4 separate regions of the Mus musculus genome follow, and all the other regions are linked to region 2. Evidence: chromatin contacts called from public Hi-C and promoter capture Hi-C data. All regions are on one chromosome and are shown on one strand. Each heading gives the region's core, a stretch centred on a gene start, on an enhancer-like site or on the middle of the called end of the contact. The rest is flanking DNA. Distances are from core to core; before and after follow the strand shown. Region 1 holds the start of Tmbim1 (transmembrane BAX inhibitor motif containing 1). Region 2 holds the start of Cyp27a1 (cytochrome P450, family 27, subfamily a, polypeptide 1). Region 3 holds the start of Abcb6 (ATP-binding cassette, sub-family B (MDR/TAP), member 6). Region 4 holds the start of Arpc2 (actin related protein 2/3 complex, subunit 2).

The links. Promoter capture Hi-C pulls out the DNA fragments that hold promoters and counts their contacts. A called contact is a pair of places that touch in the nucleus more often than the background predicts.
Region 1: a promoter capture Hi-C map of liver shows a contact between it and region 2, with 2.0 times the contacts expected there. The contact joins the promoter of Tmbim1 here to the promoter of Cyp27a1 in region 2. A contact is called at or near these places in 2 of 39 promoter capture datasets (cranial neural crest and liver) and 3 of 115 datasets of contacts at active chromatin or transcription factors (bone marrow-derived macrophages, extraembryonic endoderm stem cells and pancreatic cancer cells).
Region 3: a Hi-C map of bone marrow-derived macrophages shows a contact between it and region 2, with 20 read pairs. The contact joins the promoter of Abcb6 here to the promoter of Cyp27a1 in region 2. A contact is called at or near these places in 4 of 39 promoter capture datasets (the C10 cell line, cranial neural crest, embryonic stem cells and 1 more) and 1 of 484 Hi-C or Micro-C datasets (bone marrow-derived macrophages).
Region 4: a contact with region 2 is called in a promoter capture Hi-C map of liver, with 2.9 times the contacts expected there. The contact joins the promoter of Arpc2 here to the promoter of Cyp27a1 in region 2. A contact is called at or near these places in 2 of 39 promoter capture datasets (both in liver) and 1 of 115 datasets of contacts at active chromatin or transcription factors (pancreatic cancer cells).

The regions. Positions count from the first base shown.
Region 1 is chr1:74,302,433-74,305,987 of GRCm38.p6, forward strand. Tmbim1 (transmembrane BAX inhibitor motif containing 1) reads right to left here and starts at 1,904. Exons shown (of 12, transcript NM_027154.5): 1 at 1,691-1,904. All of the region lies in intron 2 of Pnkd (paroxysmal nonkinesiogenic dyskinesia), which reads left to right.
Region 2 is chr1:74,711,895-74,715,377 of GRCm38.p6, forward strand. It overlaps Cyp27a1 (cytochrome P450, family 27, subfamily a, polypeptide 1), which reads left to right and starts at 1,641. Exons shown (of 9, transcript NM_024264.5): 1 at 1,641-1,997. The coding sequence starts at 1,737.
Region 3 is chr1:75,178,730-75,181,865 of GRCm38.p6, forward strand. Abcb6 (ATP-binding cassette, sub-family B (MDR/TAP), member 6) reads right to left here and starts at 1,663. Exons shown (of 19, transcript NM_023732.3): 1 at 841-1,663; 2 at 202-339. The coding sequence starts at 1,389. It overlaps Atg9a (autophagy related 9A), which reads right to left. Exons shown (of 16, transcript NM_001288612.1): 16 at 2,132-3,136.
Region 4 is chr1:74,234,817-74,238,347 of GRCm38.p6, forward strand. It overlaps Arpc2 (actin related protein 2/3 complex, subunit 2), which reads left to right and starts at 1,701. Exons shown (of 10, transcript NM_029711.2): 1 at 1,701-2,083. The coding sequence starts at 2,010.

The DNA.
Region 1 (3,555 bases), core at 654-3,153, 410 kb before region 2:
AGGTGCCGTGCCCCAGTGTTGTTACTGTTTTGTGAGGCAGGCACTTGCCCTATAACTCAGGCCACTCCACCACACACTCAGTCCCTCAGTCCCGGTGCTTTTACTCTGTCTTAAGGGCCCATGGTGAGAGGTCTTGGGTTGGGAGGTGCTCTGCTATAGATGGCTTCTATCTGAGGATCCCCCATTCTTACCGAGGAAGCTGAGCCTAAGTGCCTATTACCCTAGCCCATGAGCTTCTCCAACTACTTGCCAACTAATATTTTATTACCTCTTTGATCTGCCCAGTTTTACATGAGCAGCCCTGAAGTCAGACAGGAAATCAGGACCCTTGAAGCAATGGTCTCACCTCCCTTGAAACTATAAAGCAAGACCAGGGCCCCATGACTGGAGAGGTAAGAACAGGCAAGTGAAGAGGAGAGGGAGTATGGTGGCCTGTTTAAGGCAGACAAAGCAGCACAAAGAAGCACCTGGCTTGCCCAGCCACCACTGGCCAGGCCAAAGACACCAGCTTTGAAACCAAAGCTCACCACTGAGATAAATATTTCAGAGTCTCAGAGAACCAGACACCTGCCAGACCTTCCATGACAGCTCTCCCCACTTATCCGGTGTTTAGGTTGACCCTCAGCCCCATGGGTACCACCACCCATAGGCCACAGTGGAGTGAGTGACTGGGGAAGGATGCCCCGGGGAACAAGACCTGGTGAAGACAGTCCAGGCTCTGCCTTGGCAGAGAGCCTTCCATTCCTTCCTCCTTTTCTGGTTCCCTCCTGGCCCTCCCAAACCTGCTTTCCCTTTTCCCATTTCCCTGTTTCTTTTTTTTTTTTTTTTTTTTTTTTATTTTTTATTCTGACCTAAAGAGGTCACCAGGGCCAGGCAAGACAGCTTTCACCTGTAATACTCCCAGCACTTAAGGATCTGAGGCAACAAGTTCAAGGCTTGACTGGGCTACTGAGTGAAACTGTCTCAAATAAATAAATAAATAAATAAATAAATAAATAAATAAACCAACCAACCAACCAACCAACCAACCAACCAACCACAGTTCATCAGCTTGACTGTACTTTCTGGTAGGCTTCTGAATTACAGAGCAAAGGAACAGGAGCAGGCCAGGTTAGGAGTAGGAATGGCTTCTTCTTTAGACCTTAGGTTGGCCCGCTGGCTTCTCTGAGCTAGGGCTCCCTCCTCCCACCCCCCACCTTAGACAGATTCTCATCACCAGTTTTTACGCAGCCTGGTGACGCCAGGGCAAGCTCGAACAGCCCCGGGTGGGTTCCAAGCCTCTGGCTGGCTCCCTCCCTCCCTCTCCCCACCAGCTGAGGACCATGACCGCCTCCATTCTCACTTGCTGCACGGCCACTCTGGGGCCCCGGAGTGGGGGACACGTCCTCAGACAAACAAGCCACTCAGCCACTGAGAGGAGCACCCTACAAGAAGCGGGTCAGCTCGCGGGTGCGCACCGAATGCGGTTGCGCCACAAGCCCGGGCCATATGTCCTGCCCGGGCGCACATGGAAAGTGAAGACCGGAACAGGCAGAACGAAAGGACCCTAGCCTGGCTCCGGAGCACGACCGGAGTCGGCCCGCGCGTGCCAGAAAAGTTCGGGCGCCTGGGCGCAGCGCCGCCCCAGGCCACTTCCATTCCCCGCCGGTCTCGGGTCCCCACCTCCAACGGCCGCAGCCCCCTCACTTGCCTGCGCTGTTCCGGACCGTGAGATCCGCCTGGGCCTCCGGGCGCTGGCGAGGACTGGGCTGGGCCGGGCTGGACTGGGGCTCCGTGCCCCGCCCCGTCTCTCTCCGCCGCCAGTGGGGAGGAGCCGCCCGGCACCCCGAGACCTCCAGGGAGCGCTGGGGTCCCCTCCAGACCTCAACCACGACCCAGGTGTGAGTGGTTCACATTTACTGGAAGCAACGCCGGTTCGCAGCGAAAACCCAAACTCACTGGGAAAAAAATAACTTCTTTCCATGAATTCCAGACTCCACCCCAGTAAGAAGTGCTATTTATGCGTCATCAGTGCCTACATATCAGCGATTTGCGCTAGGGGCTTTAGAGCTAATCCTGTTGTCTTAAAAGTTGTTATTGGGTTTGTTTTTTTGTTTGTTTGTATTCTGGGTAAAAGAGCGATGTCGCTATGTACCTCAGGCTGGTCTCCAGCACTTGTCACCCGGCCTCAGCCCAAGTGTTGCAATTACTGACCCTGGTTTCACATAGTCAGATTTCACTGATTTTTTTTCCCTCTTTTTCTTTTTTGTCACTAACTGATCTTCAGCACTTTCGGTCTAGGGGCGTAGGTCAGTGGTAGATCTCTGGCTTTCCATGTGAGAGACCCAGCTGGGTTTCATCCCCATGCCAGGAAAACCAAACAACAAAAGAATAGTTTCAATGATGCACAATATTGTATCACATGGCTATGCTATGTTTATATCAATTCATTCTTAAAACTTCTTATTTCGTGAAAAAAAAATTTAAGTCACAAAAAAAAGAAAGAAAAAAAAAGAAAAGAAAAATTTAAGTCACAAAAAAGTCTGTGGTGACTAAGAATTCTGTGCTTGTAAGCTAACCGCCCTTTTCAAATGTAAAACTTCAAACACAGGCATGAGACTCCGAAGCTATGCTTGGAATCAGTCATGTGTCACTTAATGACAGGGATGTGCTAGGTTAGGAAATTTCTGTTTTGCAAACCTCATGGTGTGTTTACACTAACAGCTCACTATGTGTGACTGGGAAGTAAAAATAATCTTATAGCAGTTGGCAGTATGCTGGCTTAGGGTGCGAGCAGTCCTGGGTTCCATCTCCAGCACTGCATAAACAGTGGAAGTGGCATGTGCCCGTAATGCCAGATATTTTGGGAATGTTAATAATAAAATAACTTACCTCAAAGAGGTTAAGAGGAGCCAAATATGTGGCCATGGTCAGAGAAAACCAATATAGGTTATCCAAAAGTCTGTGTTCCAACATGGGAATCGTTTGGTGAAGTTTTGAGGAGGTTGGAAAGTCATCTTAATTAGGGTTTTATTGCTGTAAACAAACACCATGACCAAGGCAGCTCTTATAAGGACAGCATTTAATTGGAGCTGACTTACAGGTTCAGAGGTTCAGGCAATTATCATCAAGGCGGCATCCAGGCAGGCGTGGTGCAGGAGGAGCTGAGAGTTCTAAGTCTTCATCTGAAAGTCACTAGAAGACTGGCTTCCAGGCAGCTAGGATGAAGGTCCTAAAGCCCATGCCCACAGTGACACACTTCCTCCAACAATGCCACACCTACTCTAACAAGGCCAAACCTCCAAATAGTGCCACTCCCTGGGCCAAGTACATTCAAACCACCACAGGGGTGTTTTGATTTGGTTTTGGTTTTGTTTTAAGGGTCTCACCATGTAACTCTAGTTGACTTGGGATTCAGTATGGAGACTAGGCTACCCTGGAACTCAGAGAGACTGCCTACCTCTGCTTCTTGAGTGTTGGGATTAAAGGTGTGCATAACCATACTAAGTTTGATAAAGTTTTTATATCGGTAGAAAAGAAAGTGTTAGTTGAGGCACTTTTCAAATGGACATTTGG
Region 2 (3,483 bases), core at 391-2,890:
AGCTGATCCCTGGAGTTATGGATGGTTGTGAACCACCTGTGTCTACCTGTCCATTCAGCATACAGGTGGTGGGACTCAAACCCAAGTCCTCTACAACAGCCACAAGTGCTCTGAGCCACATCTATAGCCCTGTGTTTTTAACTTTATGAAAACTACACTTCTAGCCAGGCATGGTGGGACACACTTTTTTTTTTTAAAAAAGATTTATTGATTGATTGATTGACTTATTATATGTAAGTACACTGCAGCTGTCTTCAGACGCACCAGAAGAGGGCATCAGATCTCATTATGGGTGGCTGTGAGCCACCATGTGGTTGCTGGGACCTTCGGAAGAGCAGTTGGGTGCTCTCACCCACTGAGTCATCTCACCAGCCCGGTGGTACACACTTTTAATTCCAGCACTTAGAGACAGAAGCAGGCAGGTCTCTTGAGTTCCAGCCTGGTCTACAGAACAAGGTCCAGGACAGTTGGAGCTACACAGAGAAACCCTGTCTCAAACCAACCAAACAACCCAACAACAACAAAAGAAAACGAAACTTCCAATATACATAAAACAGTTCATGAAACAACACTTGGTTATTTTTCCCCCTTTGGGGCAAATTTTCTGTCCCATTTTATTCTTTTTGCTTTATTGGAATAGTCTGAAGCCAGGCCATGTAGGTAGGCAGTCCTTTTTAAAAATACAAATTTAAAAACTTATGGTATGTGTATGGGTGTGTTTCCTGCATATTGTCTGTGTGCCACTTGCATGCTTGGTGCACACAGAGGGGTTTCGGAGGCTGTGAACTTCCCCTCTGGAAGAGCAGCCATCTCTTCAGCCCTTCCTCTTTTTAAAAAATTGTTGTTATTAGTTTAGTTTTTTTGTTTTTTGTTTTTTGTTTTTTGTTTTTTGAGACAGAGTTTGATTATCTACCTCTAGCTGACCTGGAACTTGCTATGTAGACCAGGCTGACCTGGGACTCACAGAGTTCACTTGCCTCTGCCTCACAAATGCTGAAATTAGAGGCTTGCGCAACCATAACTGGTTCAAAATCCTTAATGCCTGCACTCTGGAGGTTGGGGCAGGAAGGTGGAGGATTGAGCCCAGCCTGGCCTACACGTCTTCAAACAAAACAAAACGGGAAAAAGAAAACAAAATCAAATCCCCAAATCTGTTCTCAAAAGCAGAAATGATACTCTTAAAAAAAAAAAATCCCTAATACCGCAATTTGTTTTGTTTTTCCTCCTCTCTGGGCCTCACGTGACTGCTGTCCCAGGTCCACAATCAGCTTCAGCCTCTGGGGAACAGCAGCGCGTTCCCGGGCCATCTGGAAAGTGAGGGACACCAGAGATGGCGCTCTGCAGGTCAAGCAAAGGCAAGCCTAGCTGGGTGGGGCCTGAGGGACTTGGAAGTTGACTGCTGTGCTCCATCTCACGACTGAGAGCCAGCGAAGTTCTTGAGAGTCCGTGGATGAGGAGGCTGCTAACTCCAGAGAGCTCCCTAGTTCATCTTGTCCACCTCTGCCTGCCTTCTTAGTAGAGGTCTTGCAGCTGGAGAAGGCGGCGTTTGTGTGTTCAGGACAGATCCTGATTGGAAGGGGTTATGAAAGGATCTGGCTAGTCCTCTATTGGCCCGCCCCGGGACCACCTCTGCCTTTAAAGTCGCCAGGTCGCAAAGCCCGAGTTCTGTCTGCCTCCTTGCCTGGATAGGGCTCATAGTCTCTGGATCTAAACTCTTGGCTTCTCGGGCACGATCCATGGCTGCGTGGAGCCGCACGAGGCTGAGATGGACGCTCCTGGACCCGCGTGTGGTGGGCCGTGGCCTCTGCCCACAAGGGGCCAGAGCCAAGGCCACGATCCCTGCAGCCCTCCAGGCACAGGAGAGTACGGAGGGTCCAGGAACAGGTCAAGACCGGCCGCGCCTGCGGAGTCCGGCGGAGCTTCCGGGGACCGGAACGCTACAATTTTTATTCCAGCTATTTCTACAAGGCTATGTGCTGCACTTGCCCGACCTCCAGGTAACCATCGGACAGAGGCATCGCCACCTGGGTCTGGGCACTGGGACAGAAAAAGAAGCTGGCTATGGGAGAGAAGAGGGATAAACAGTAAATAGAACTTAGCTCGCCACTGTCTGAGGCTCGAGCCATAAACTGGAAGGGCATGCAGGGTGCAGAGAGAATCCTTTGAGCTAAAACAGGCGATGGGTGTCACCGATCAAGAGATCATCATCAATGTGGTGGGCACAAGTTGGGAAAGGAAGAGGTTGCGTTGGGAGAGAATGACTCATGCTAGTGTATACAGTGCCCGGTGTTGGGGGAACCCTGTTACTTCAGAGATGCCATTCCCCTCCTGCTTCTTCCAAAGGAGTTAACTTTGGAAGCTACTTTGCAATCTGTAGGACACATTTGTCCACAGAAGAAAAAAACAAAAAACAAAAAAAGATTGCTTCTCAGGGAGTGAAAGAAAACACATTAGGGAGCAGGCAAAGGAATTTCTGATGTAATTGCACCTCGACACCCTGCCAGACGGAGAGGAGGGTGAGGATGGGGACAGAGAAAGAGAAATCCAGCAGCCAGGAAAGTTTGTCTGTGTAGCTATCCCTGTCAGACTCAGGAGGTACTGAGAGATGATTTAAAATAACAAAGCAAAACAAACCATTCCCTGGGACTGGAGAGAGGGCTCCATGGTTAGGAGGACATCTCTCTTTTCCAGAGGACCTGAGTCAGTCAGCACCCTTGTCAGTCAGTTTACAACCACCCAGGGGAATCTGATGTCTCTGCCCTTCCAGGACCATGCACTCATGAGCACATACCTGCTGACACACACGTGCATAGTTAAAAAGAATACAAATTGTAAGCAAGCAAGCAAGCAAGCAAGCAAGCAAGCAAGCAAGCAAGCAAGCAAGCAGGAAGCCTGGCATGGTGGCGCAACACTTACCTTTAATCCCAGAAATCAGGAGGGAGAGGCATTAGAATCTGTATAAATTACAGGCTAGCCCATGCTACATAGGCTAGCCAGTGCTACATAGTGAGAACAGAAGGGAGGGGGGAGGGAGGAAGGGAGGGAGAGAGGGTAGAGGGAGAGAGGGAGAGAGACGACAGAGATAGAGAGACACACACAAAGAGAGAGGGAATATGAGCTATTTCCTGCAGACCTGATAATCTCTAGGCCAAGAAACAAAGGAGTTGAAAGGTCCTCTAAGTTCTCTAGCTTGATTTCAACCTCTAGAAATTGAGAGGCCTGGGGAATGCCTGATGCCTAGGGTCTAGGGACTGAAGCTTCCTCAGGGGGATTTGCTCAAGATGTAATTCTAGATAGCTTTGTAAGGAGAATGGGGAAGTAAACCCGTGAATATATAGAGTTTTGGCTGTTTGCTAAGACAATGTTTTCCTATATAGTCTAGATTGGCTTTAACTCTTTCCTCCTGCCTCAGCCTCCTGAGTGCTGGGATTCTGTATATAAAGACCATCATGGCCCAGAAGTAGATTTTTTTTTTAATGATTT
Region 3 (3,136 bases), core at 413-2,912, 470 kb after region 2:
CTGCACAAAGCTACTGCACAAAAGATACTCTTGACTGAGAAAACTAGGGATACCTGGTTCTGTTGTTTTGTTTTTGAGAGAGGCTTTCTCTGTGTAACAGCCTCAGCTGTCCTGAAACTCACTTTGTATACCAGGCTGGCTTTGACCTCAACAGAGATCTGCCTGCCTCTGGGGTTAAAGGAGTGTATACACTTGGCATACCTGGTTCCCTCCTACATCTTGGTCTTCTTCATGAACGTGTAGAGTATAAGACTGGGGGCGAAGTCCTGGGGCCCAGAGCCCCAAGATAAATAGCCCTCCAGAGGTCACATAACGCAGGACCCACAGGCCAAATTGAACCTAGAATGAAAGAGAGAAGGGGCTGGAGAGATGGCTCAGCGGTCAAGAGCACTGACTGCTCTTCCAGAGGTCCTAAGTTCAATTCCCACAACCATTTGTAATGCCATCTGATGACCTCTTCTGTTGTGTCTGAAAACAGCTACTGTGTAGTCATATACATAAAATAAATAAACCTTGAAAAAAAGAAAGAAAAACCAGAAAAATAAAACAATGACAGAACAGGTGTGAACCACTACCCAAACCTATTGTATTACTTCTTACAACACTCAGATGCTTACCAGGAGCCTAGCAACAGGTTTTTTTTTTTTTAATTAAAAAAAAAAAACCCACAATGACTCAGCACAGACACACCCCATCCAATGCTGGGTAACCCCACCAGCTGGCTATCAGCTTCCAGCCACCGCCAGACACTCCATTCTTTTTTCTAAAGCATGGAGCCAGTTGGTCCTGACACAGTACTTGTCAAATATCAGTGTATCTCCTTCCCATAAGGCTCCTTACCTGCTGGCCCAGATCTGCTCTGGCCCACCACCACTGCGGGCTGTTCCAAGATACTAGGGCCAAGTTCTCGGCTGCAAATGTCACAGTCCAGAGGAGCAGGAGACCCAAGCTATGCCTGAACTTCATCCAGACGCCCATTGCCAGACTCTGCCGTGCCTGGCTCCGTTCCACCACGAGCAGCCACAAGCCACAGACGCTGGCCAGACTCTCCAGCACAGAAGCCAGCAGTAGGTAGCCTGGCAGACGGACCCCCCGAGCAGTGCCCACTCGGCCAGCCAGACCAGCCAGGGGCAGTGCCATCTGAAGTGTGGCCAGAAACAGCTGCAGCACATATGGGGCCACCCGAGGGCCAGCCGCCCAAGACAGCTCTTCTGGGCCAGCAGGCACCTCCCGACGCCTGCGGGGAAGAACCAGCACCAAGGCCAGTACCCCCAGAGTCAGGAGTGTCGAGGGCACTAGCGTGAAGAAGAAGCAGGGACTCAAGCCATTCTGAGTCCAAGCGGGCCCCGCCGGCCCTTCGGTCTCGCAGTAGTTGCCCACAGTCACCATGGCGATGTGTGGCTGCTGGCTGAACTTGAGGTCACTGCACAAAGAGTCGGGCTGACCCTTCAGAGAGGGCCGCAGATGCCAGGGTGTCCTGGGACATGGAGCTACGCCGCTTGGGTCGCGGGAAGGGACGCACGTGGACCTGCTACACTGCCCACTCTCTTCACGCACGCGCCGCTACCACGCATACTCACGCAAGCCACGTACGCCGTGCTTGCCGGTTCCCACTCGCTAGCAGCTGGGACCCTAAGGCTCGGAGCCGCCGCACAAAAATGTTGGGTCCTTTACGGCAGCGGCCCCGCCCACCAGATCTATCCAGGGTTCCCATTGGCCAAGGGTAAGGAACACAAATAGGGCTGAGAACCGACTGGGTCACATGTCCAAGGCGGGAACTCTAACCTGAATCTGACTGGAGACTTTGACCTCCACAGAGTAGTGCGTCCGAATTTGCACTCCCCACCCTCCACCCCCGCCCTTTATAAAGGCATTACACCGAGGCCTCCCTGGTCTCTAACCTGCTTCAGTTCCCTCTATTATAGTGCTAAAGAACGAACTCAGGGCTTCACACATTATCAAGCTACTGAAGCACACTAGAAACAGCTCTTCTCTGAGTCCTAGTTCTGTTCCCGTGGTCCTGCAGGCGTACTTGTTTCCCAAGCCTCCCGGCCAGGACTCTTTTACAGTCCTAAGACCCCCCCCCCCCCCCCCAAACTGCTGCGTGGGGGAAAAAAAAAGATGCCACAACCAGATCAAAGTCCCTTCTTTATTAAGGGTTATCAAGCTGTACAGGGCTCCCACCCTGTCTGCTGTGGCCTGCGACAGTAGAGTCCGCCACCTTCAGCTTAAGTTTACCTCCCACAGCTGAGCTGAGCAGAACTGGGGAAGGGAGTGCAGGAAGGGTAGGAGCTGGATCCCAGCATGCAATGTCGAAGCCCTAGGCTAGGGTGAGTCCATTATCCCTCCATTCTCCTCTTGGTAAGTGAGGGATACTGGGCAGAGCTGGGATGTATATATAACTGAGGTCACACTTCTGCCCTGCCAGCCCCTCTGTGCAGGTGGTAGGACTACATAGAAGCAGCCAGGAAGGCCTCACACTCCCAAGTGCTCGTCCTAAAAGTTGAAGAGGGTAATAAAGAATTTTCATCCTGTTCCTGCAACTTAGTAACCTTCCATCTTAGTGTCAAAAGATAGTGAGGGGAGCTGGGAGCTAGGGCTCTCACCCCAACAAAAAGCCAAAGCCAAACAGAAGGGGGGCAGGTGAACAGAAGGGGGGGTGGTCAAGCAGCACACATGCCAGTGATGTGCAGGGGGGAGGGAGGCTGCAGCGCAGGTTGAGGTGAGGACTGGAGGTAAGGGCCACAGCCTGAGCTGCTCAGCTATTCCAGGTTCTGGAGGGTGGGGAGGCTAGGCTGCAGGGATTGAGGGTTCAGGCCCTGCCTCCCCACTCCACAGTTGGCACAGGTTCTTCTGCTTGGCAGCACTTCTGTGGCAGGAAGCCCTCTGGAGACTTGCAGGGGTGGATGCAAAGATGGCAGTACTGGGACTGGGCTGGGGACCAGTTTCTAGCACCACACTCTGAGCCAAGGGAGTCCTGGAGACGAAGCTAGACTCTTGTGTGCCCCTAGTCCTCATATTCTTCCTGGACTATGGTAAGCCCAGCATTGGCACCTCCCTTGGCCAGGCAGGAACACACAAAACACCACACGTGGGGCCAGGCGACACTCAGAGAGTCCCTCTCATGGCAGACAGA
Region 4 (3,531 bases), core at 451-2,950, 480 kb before region 2:
TCCCTCTGTAGGTGACAGGTCAGCTGTCAGAAACCTGCCTAAACCTGAGGGGCCTATGGCCTCAGTGTGAGAAAGACGATGCTGTTGTCAACTTCTTGAAAAAAAAATAATAACTCAGGCAAAGATTAGACACGTCGTAGGTGTCATCTTTAGCAAAGCTAGTGGGACTCTATTGCTTAGCATACACATTTGTGCTTTGGGGTTTGAGAGATGGCTCAGCAGGTAAAGTACTTGCTAGGCAAGGCTGATGACCTGACTTTCATCCCAGGATTCCACAGTGGAAGAAGATAACCAATGTCCAAAAGCTGTCCTCCAGCCTCCACTCAACAACCACGATGCACATGTACTCTCCCTATAATAATAAATCTTAGAATTCCATATTTGTTCATTTGCTTTGAGACAAGAGACAAGGTCTCACCATGCAGTTCTGGCTTGCTTGGAACTTGCTGTGTAGAACAGACTGGCCTGGAACACACAGAAATCTGCCTGTCTCCACCTCCCGAGTGCTAGGATTAAAAGTATGCCTCACCACAAGCAGCAAAAAAGATTTTTTTAGAGACAACTGAAATGAAGTAAGAAAGGCATATTGGTGTGAACTGAGAATCCCAGAACTTGGAGACACCAATACATGTTCAAGGCTAGCCAGAGCTACAGAGCAAGTCCCTCTTTCAAAAATCTGGACAAACAGGGCCAGGGCGTGGCTCAGCAAGTTGTGCCTGTTGTTAAGCCCGATGACCTGAGTTCAATTCTCAGGATCCATGTGTTGGAGAGAGAAGGGAACTGACTACCAAAAGGTGTCCTCTGATCAATATCAAACAAAATTTTTTTTTTTATTGCATGGAGAAGAGGCTTAATTAAAATTGTTCCTGGAAGAGAAAAAAGTGGAAACATGGTACCCAAGCTGAAAGGACAGGTGGCGGTGGCGGCACTTAAGCAAAGAAATAAAGGTATGACAGGAATCCCTAAGGCCCATCTGGATTCCTTTCCTTTATTGCCCAATAACAACGTGGAATTTATTGCGTTTTTGTTGTTGTTGGTTTTTTGTTTTTGTTTTTTTTTTTTTTTTGGTTTTGGTTTTTCGAGACAGGGTTTCTCTGTATAGCCCTGGCTGTCCTGGAACTCACTTTGTAGACCAGGCTTGCCTCTGCCTCCTGAGTGCTGGGATTAAAGGCGTGCGCCACCACGCCGGGCTTTTATTGCGTTTCTTTTAGCAGACCATAAGCTTTAGAAGGTCAAGTCCTCATCTATTGCATTAATCACTGTATCCCTGGGAAGGAGAGATGGCCACTAAACAGTCGCTGGCGAAGAATAGGCACAACGGTGCTGCAGGGTAGCCCTAAGCACGGAATGAGCAAAAAGCACCCACAAGTTGGAAGCAAGGGATCCCCCCCACCCCAAACAAGCTTCTTAAGGGGGCTTCTGAAATAATATCGGAAGGGTGGAATCAGGCTTCTGGAATATTCGCGAAAGGGGCAGGTGGATTGTACGGACAACGGGGAATGACAGGTGAGCGTAGGACTCTCCTGGTCAGGAGGAGCGGGGCGGCGTGTGGCGCATGCGCACGCATGCCCTCTGCCTGCCTCCTCACCGGGACGCGCTTGCGGGCGAGTGCACGCGCGAGGTCGAAGCGGAAATGGCGCCGCGGGGCCGCGCGTGCGGGCGGCGAGCGGAAGTGGGTGTGAGAGCGGAAGTGGCCGGCTGGAGCCGGGGGCTGGGCGGGGACCGGGATCGTCAAGTAAGGCGGCGGCGGAGGCGGCGGCGGCTCGGCAGGCGGGTTGAAGCTTCGGGGGCCAGGTCGGTCGGGTGGTGGCTGCCTGCTACAGGCAGCGCGTGCCGGGCCAGCGCGTGTGTCCGCCTCTCCCCACCCCGCTCCCCGTCCCCTTCTCCCCTCACCTACCGCACCCAGCCCCCCTCGTCAGGGGCAGCGGGGCCGCTCCCTCCGTCCTACCCTCGATTGCCCACCCTCACCGCCCTTGTTTCTCCTTCCCCTGCCCGGGGCAGCCGCCGCCATGATCCTGCTGGAGGTGAACAACCGCATCATCGAGGAGACGCTCGCGCTCAAGTTCGAGAACGCGGCCGCCGGGTAAGCGCACGCCGGGAGGAGGCCGAGTTGACCCCAGCTAAATCCCGGGTGGCGTCCAGCTCCCCAGCCCTAGAGGGGGACAAATCGGGAACCTGGCGCGGCTTCAGGGTTTCCCTGGCAGGATGGACGTGGGAAGCCACGGGGCGCGGTGAGCCGAGGGCCTGAGATGCGTGGGGAGAGGCTGAGATAGGGATGCGGAAGCAGCGAGAGGACAGGGGCAAGGCGTGCCAGAGAACAGGAGACCTGTAGGACGTGAGGGCAGCCGAGGCCAGAAGTCACGCCCGAGAGCCTACGGTCCTCAGGGGGGAAGAGAGGGGTGCACTTCCCTCTGTCTTTTCCGTCATTGTACCGAACCCAGAGAGACCCTTTTGGGGAAGCTGGATTGAATGGAGTTTTCAGGAATTCCCAGGGCGAGGTGGGAAGAACGTGTAGGCCCAGATCGCCACCAGCATTCTGCTTCCCCACCCCCATCTCTCGAGACCCCAGGAAAAGCAGGAGGCAAGACTGAAAGCAGACCCAGGCTGCTAGGGGGGTAAAAAAAATCTCTAACCTACTGTGAAACTAGCCATTTTGTTATATATCCTTTAGGCAAAGCCAACGGTTCTCCATCCACACTCTCTTTAGCTCTCGAGACAAGCTTGCTCTATTTACTTATTGGTTGTGTGTCTTAAATTCTTATCAAAGACCCCGGTCTTTGATTTCTTCTGTAGTAATGCCGACTGGGTTAATAGCTGCTTCTGCTCCCAGAATCTATAAAGTTCTTAAGATAACCATTTATAACATCAGCATCTTAATATATGGGACGTATTTCCAGCCCTCTCTGTCATACACAAAAAAGCAAACTCCTCCCTTAAAGCCGCGTTGCCTCTCTAATATATTTAAAACCTGAGCAGAGGAATTGGGTTTTAGGTTCTAATTTATGGTGGCCTGTGGCCATTCCTTTGCCTCATTTCCTCATTGGTAAAGGTGGGGCTTCACATTTTGGTTTCACAGTTAGGAAATAAGTGCAGGCTGTTTTCTGTGAACTAGGAACTAGAAATAGGAAAGTGCTTGCCGATCCACAGAGGGAAGAGGACTGGGAGAGGGGGAATTCATTCATTCTCCCCCTTTAATTCTAAGCATTTGTAATGAACTTGTGGTTCACAGACATCGAAAGCATGAACCCACTACTTACTCGGAATACATTGTCTGCTCCGTCTCTTTTGTAAGGTTACAGATTTTACCTGCAAAACAAAATGGGACATTCCTTGAATTGGTGCATTCAGTGTCATGCTGTTTCCTGCCCTGGACTGCAGTTGAGCATTTGTGCACCTCACTTGTTTCTTGTCTGCAGCTTCTTTGCATTTTGAGTTTTGGAGTTAGTCAACACAGGGCACTTACTGTGGGTGAGGGGGGTGCGTGCTTTTTTTTTTTTTTAATTAGTGTAGCACAAAGGAGGAAGTTAAAAT